Regions from separate parts of the Mus musculus genome. Here region 1 is linked to region 2. Evidence: chromatin contacts called from public HiChIP or PLAC-seq data. All regions are on one chromosome and are shown on one strand. The core of a region is the stretch at or near the end of the contact, and the rest is flanking DNA. Distances in the headings are between cores, read along the strand shown. Region 1 overlaps Jarid2 (jumonji, AT rich interactive domain 2). Region 2 holds the start of Dtnbp1 (dystrobrevin binding protein 1).

Region 1 (2,700 bases), core at 164-2,663, 200 kb after region 2:
CACAAAATAAGGTCTCAACATGTGACAAGCTATTCTCCTACTCTCTCGGTAGATCCTACAATCAACCACACTCAACTACAGGTTAACGCTTATTGATCAGTGTAGGCATCACCAGATCCCGCTCATACAATCCTACCACTTTCCTCTATTATTTATTCCTTTCCATTTACTAAAGTCTGGGGACTGAGGCTAGAGGGCTCAGAGCAAAAAGTGCTTTTCTGAGCAAGAATGAAGACCTCAGTTTAGACCTCCAGTAGCCAAAGTGAAAGGCCAGTGAAATGGTGGGTGCAGCAAGGGGAGGTCGGGGATAGGAAAGTGGAGGGGTTTAGGAGGTCAGAAGTTTAAGATGAGAAAACATTGCATACAAACGAAAAGACTAAGCAAGTAGTAATAAAATAATTGGCTTCTGGTGTGTCTGAAAACAGTTCACATAATTAATATATATATATATATATATATATATATATATATATATATCAATCTTTGAAGGAAAAAAAAGTTTAAATGAATAAAGGGGACTGGAGAGACGGCTTGGCGGTTAAAAGCACTGACTGCTATTCCAGAGGCCCTGGGTTCAATTCCCAGCAATCACATGGTGGTTCACAACCATCTGTAATGGGATAAGATGCCCTCTTCTGGTGTATCTGAAAACAGTGTACTCATAAATTTAAAAAAAAAAACAAAACAAAAACTGACAGGCATATCAATAATTTCTATTGTACAGCATAAGACCTTTTCTGGGGAAACCTGGTCAACCAAGTGTAGCAAGTGGCAGGTCCTTAAACAAAAGACCAAACTAATTACTATCTACTGCAGCAGTTCTCCACCTTCCTAATGCTGTGACCCTTTCATACAGCTACTCAGGTTGTGGTGACCAACCATAAAATCATCTTCCTTGCTATTTCATAAGTGAAATTTTGCTACTCTATGAAACATATATAATATAAGTATTTTTAGAAACAAAGGTTGTCTTTGTTGGTCATGGCACAGGTGAAACCCACTGGACTACACCATTCCCTTATGCAAATGCTGAGACTCCCTACACTCACCTTACTATGCTACTGCAAAGTAAAATTTCAAGTATATGTGAGAACAGCTTGCAAATTTTCCAGGCCAAATGTGCAGGAGCAGGAAAGACTGCATGGGGGAAAGGAACCTTCGTGTAAATAGGTCCACCCAGCAAAGGAGAAGACAGAGGCTGGAGTGGGGGAGCTGCTACTTCTCTGCACCAATGTTTCACTTTTCCACTGACAAGAAAATTATACAAAACCACCAAATTAACATTTTCCCTAACATCACAGGGACAGGAAGGAAAGCGTGGGCAGAAAACACACTTCCTCTTGAGAACAGTCTCTTTTATTTCACTCTTTAAAAGGAAAAGGGAAAAAAAGCGACCATCAGTGGGTGCGTCATGGTCGCTGCCTAAGTTCAGAGCTGACTACTTGCTACCTCATTGGGTATGACCCAATACGGTTCTCGGGCATCTCAAGACTGCTAGCTAGGCAAGCCAGACTTCTGTAATATCACTATGCCAGTATTTTTAATAGTCTTATTAGTAAAAAGGGGCTAGGAGTGATGGTGCACACCTTTAAATCCCATCACTGGACAGGAAGAGGCATGTAGATCTCCGTGACTTGAAAGACAGCCTAGGCCAAATGGTAAGTTCCTGTCTCATGGAAAGACTGCTCCGACTCAGTGAGTAAGAGCTCTGGCAAGAGCAGAGTTCTGTTTCTAGCACCATGCCAAACAGTTCAAAACCTGTAACTCCAGCTCCATGAGAATCCACAAATCCTCTTCTGTATCCTGCACGTACCTCTCTCTGACATACGCACGTGCACTTAGTTAAAAATAAAAAGAAATCTTTACATAATGACCCAGCCCTCGGGGACCAGAAGTGGGTAAGTCTGAGTTTCGGTGCATCCTGGTGTAAGTCACAGTCCAATTCCATGCCAGCTACCACTACCTGGGCTCCAAAAATAAACTTTTTAACATATCAACTTATCTTTCAAATACAGCTGTTCTTTAGCACAAATTTTGACTTTATATAAGGACTCCTTCTTTCCCACAATTGTCACCTTAAACAAATAAATGTGACAACACAAAGAGCCCATCCTAATGAATACTACTCACTATCAGCATACAGGAAAAAAGAAAAGGTAGCCAAGCATCCTACCTACATTGTGGCAGTGAACACTAGGAAACCAGAGAAAGGAAACTATACCAAAATAGCCACAGAAGAAGAGCAAGATGTCACAGGATGAAGGTGCTGTCCAAAGCCTGCTGCCCTAAGTTCCATGCCTCAGATCCTCATGATAGAGAGAAACACTATATCAAGGCACACCTTCCTCCCTACACCCACCACACAGCAAACAGGTGGATATGGCTTAATTTATTTTTAAAAAAACAACAGCAGACACTAGAAAAACAATTTCTACTAAAACAAACATGTCAGATATTAAGATTTAAACAGCACTGAGAAGTAGAAAGTGTTTGAACTGCATGCAGTGAGGTGGCAATTGCCCTGTATGACATATTAATAATCTTCATCAACAAGAAATTAAACACACCCACCCTACTGGCTCAACCAGACTACTTTTACTGATTCATTGTAACTTTCACATAGCACACCCCAATCCTGTGTATCTCCCCATTTCTCCATATGTGCCCTCTGCCTTTGCAATGTCCCCAAAAATTAAAACA
Region 2 (2,700 bases), core at 139-2,638:
CAGCAAAGGAGATGAAAAACTTAGGGGAGAAAGATGGAACCCAGATGATGCACAAGACTGGATCCTCCTGGTTATTCAAACAAAGACTAAAGGGGAAAAGGGCCCTGCTTTGGGGTTGCAAAAGCTGTTCTCGATGCTCAGCGGGCCTGCCATTCTGGGCTGGTGCCTGGCTTTGCCAAGTGGCAAAAATGAATTGCCACACTTACACTACTCCAAGTCTACGGGGCTCTTATTATGAAGTGAGGGTCCATATTTCTCACACAAGAGAGTTCAAGCATATAAATCTGTAGAAACAATTTACGTGCAAACCCTAGCAGGAAGCTAACTCCTCGATTCTATTTTGATACAGCTAATGAAACACATGACTAATATTGATAGAGAAGCTGAGCTCCTGATACTGAACCTCTTATAACCTTGACCATCTTGTCATTTAAAAAAGAGGGTGTCACCCTGGTAGCCAGTCTTAAAGCAAAATGAATCCTCATTTTGGAAGTCTGCACTCAAGGAAAAAAAAAAGCATGACTAAATATCCAACTTCCTAGCTCAGTAGTCGTCTTTCCTGAGTAGAAAAGGCTCGGAGTGTTTTAATCCCCTTTTCCACGTGGAAGGGCTGGGGATGTCACCCACTGCCAGAGTGCTTGTCTAGTATGCCACAAAGGATGCTTGAGATGTCCCGGGGACAACGCGGTGAAACAACTGAGAGGAAAGGAAGGGGGCAAGCAAAAACAGAGGAGTACCCTACAATAGATGACGGCTAGACTAGCCCAGGGAAAGTGCATAGAGAGGAGGAGGAGTCTGTGCACGTAGTTTTGGGACAGAAGGGATGAAAGGAAGAAAAAAGGTGAGCAACTGCTCTGAGGATAACTGAAAGGTTGAGAAAAGATTGACGCACAGAATAAAGAGGGTTGGCTCAGTGGGAGAGCCTTGGTATGCAAGAAACCGAGTTCCACCCCCACAAGGGGGCAGAGGAGGGGAAACATGGCTTTGGCAACATGGAGAGATGAAGGGCACAGAAATTTGACGGGGTCAGTCAAAGATCTAGAGTGGGCAAAGTAAGGGTTTGGAGACAGGTGATCATCACCGACAAACCCCAATACGGAGTACCAAAGCAGTGTTGTTATAGGGAGGCGCAGCCACCCAGGAGATTCCCGCAGCGCTCTTCCGACCTTCGAAAGCCAACCAACCCTTCAACTAAAGGATGCAGGGGCCTGAAATCATCCTTCCAAGAAGCAGTCATAACCTTGGAGAAGGCCGGCTTCCCGCCCTGTCTGCAGAGCGGGCGAGCGCGCTCGCGAAGGCCCCGCCCCTCGGCGCCGCGCGAGCCTCCCCTGAGCGCCGCACTGCGGCTGCGCCGGCCGGGCGCGCGGAGGGGGGCGGGGACGCGGAAGGCGCGGCGGCCGGGGAGGCTGCGGCGGCGGCGGCGCGGTGAAGCGAGAGCCGACGCGCGGGGCGAGGGGACGCCCGACGGCGTCCGAGGGCGCGGTGGCGCGAGGCCTGAGGGAGGGGACGCGATGCTGGAGACCCTGCGCGAGCGGCTGCTGAGCGTACAGCAGGATTTCACCTCCGGGTGAGTACGCGGTGGGCGGCCGAAAGGGCTCCCCCACGCGCGTGGGCGCGGGGCTGCCGTCCGGTCGGCGCGCGGAGACAACGAACTTCCCGGTGTCCCGGCGGCGGCACCGAGTCACTTTGGTCGCAGCGGGAGGGATGCCCTCCTGCCCTGTCGCGGGGCAGCTCTGCTTGACGGGGCAGGATGGTCACGTGAGAGGCTGTGTCCTCTGCTCTGGAAGCCCGCCGGCCTACCCCGGGGCAGGACTCACGGGCCCCCGCCTTCCCCTCCTCTTTCAGCGGGGACACCGGGCCATTCGGCCCGATCCTTGACCACCCCTTCTCCGGCCTTCTCTGCCTTTACCCTGGTTTAACACCGTGACGGAGGAGCTGGGCCCAGAGGGACAGAACTGGAGCGGAGCTGTTCACACCCGGAGTTGCCTAAACTTTGGACGCCCCCGGGAACCTTTCGCAATCTCCTGGCTCTCGCCCTCTCTGAGCTTGGGTTAAGCTGGAATGTCACGGGATTCCGATGTGCTACAAAGTCGGGGAACTTGAGTGGGTACCAGGCTGCCTAAAGCACTATTGTAGGATTTTACCTCTTAACCTGACTGCGAGTTACCGGGTCTCTTGTCTCTGCTTACTGTACTGTAAGATAGTGATGGTGCTTATCTCGCTCGCAGTTTAATGGGACTATTAGTGGCTGTGTTAAATAGGCAGGAAGCACTGTTTGTATGGCTTTTCGTTTATAATTCCTTTTATTGCTTTACAAAAAGTCACGTTGTAAAGAATCTGCCATCCCTCTGGTTTGTTCAGGCTTTTGTTTTGAGACAGCGCCTCACAGATACTTTACCCTAGATCAGACTTGAACTGGTGGGAATACTCCCTGATTCAGCTGCCCCAATGCAACGTGATTTCAGGCATCCACCACCATCCCCCCCTGCTGGTCTGTCATATGTTTGGCGAATGTTCCTGATGTGAGGGCACCTTTGTCATAATGCTATACTTTAATAATTAATGGGAAAAATGACAGCCGATCTCCCATCTCGTGGAACAAAAAAACTGCTTTATACCATTTGCCTGTTGAATAGTAACAAGCTGTCAGATACTTGAAGGTGTCCAATGTATATAAAGCATTATTGATGATTTTAGTTT

What was found. HiChIP or PLAC-seq counts read pairs in DNA pulled down with a chosen protein or histone mark.
Region 1: a contact with region 2 is called in an H3K4me3 HiChIP or PLAC-seq map of the 230-238 cell line, with 17 read pairs. The contact joins the enhancer-like site here to the promoter of Dtnbp1 in region 2. A contact is called at or near these places in 2 of 15 datasets of contacts at CTCF or cohesin (the G1E-ER4 cell line and the NIH/3T3 cell line), 2 of 484 Hi-C or Micro-C datasets (centroblasts and myeloid progenitors), 6 of 115 datasets of contacts at active chromatin or transcription factors (the 230-238 cell line, the SCID.adh cell line, astrocytes and 2 more) and 2 of 9 other capture datasets (adipose tissue and liver).

Annotation. Positions count from the first base shown.
Region 1 is chr13:44,798,899-44,801,598 of GRCm38.p6, reverse strand. The region is part of intron 1 of Jarid2 (jumonji, AT rich interactive domain 2); the gene reads right to left. Among named protein-coding and RNA genes, the nearest start is that of Jarid2, 69 kb to the right of the region's middle. Within about 2 kb of position 1,413, at least 94 of the 459 cell types and tissues checked have an H3K27ac peak or open chromatin away from gene starts, as enhancers often do. A contact at or near this core is called in the 230-238 cell line, adipose tissue, centroblasts and 2 more, where this site is marked.
Region 2 is chr13:45,000,784-45,003,483 of GRCm38.p6, reverse strand. Dtnbp1 (dystrobrevin binding protein 1) reads left to right here and starts at 1,388. Exons shown (of 10, transcript NM_025772.4): 1 at 1,388-1,567. The coding sequence starts at 1,512.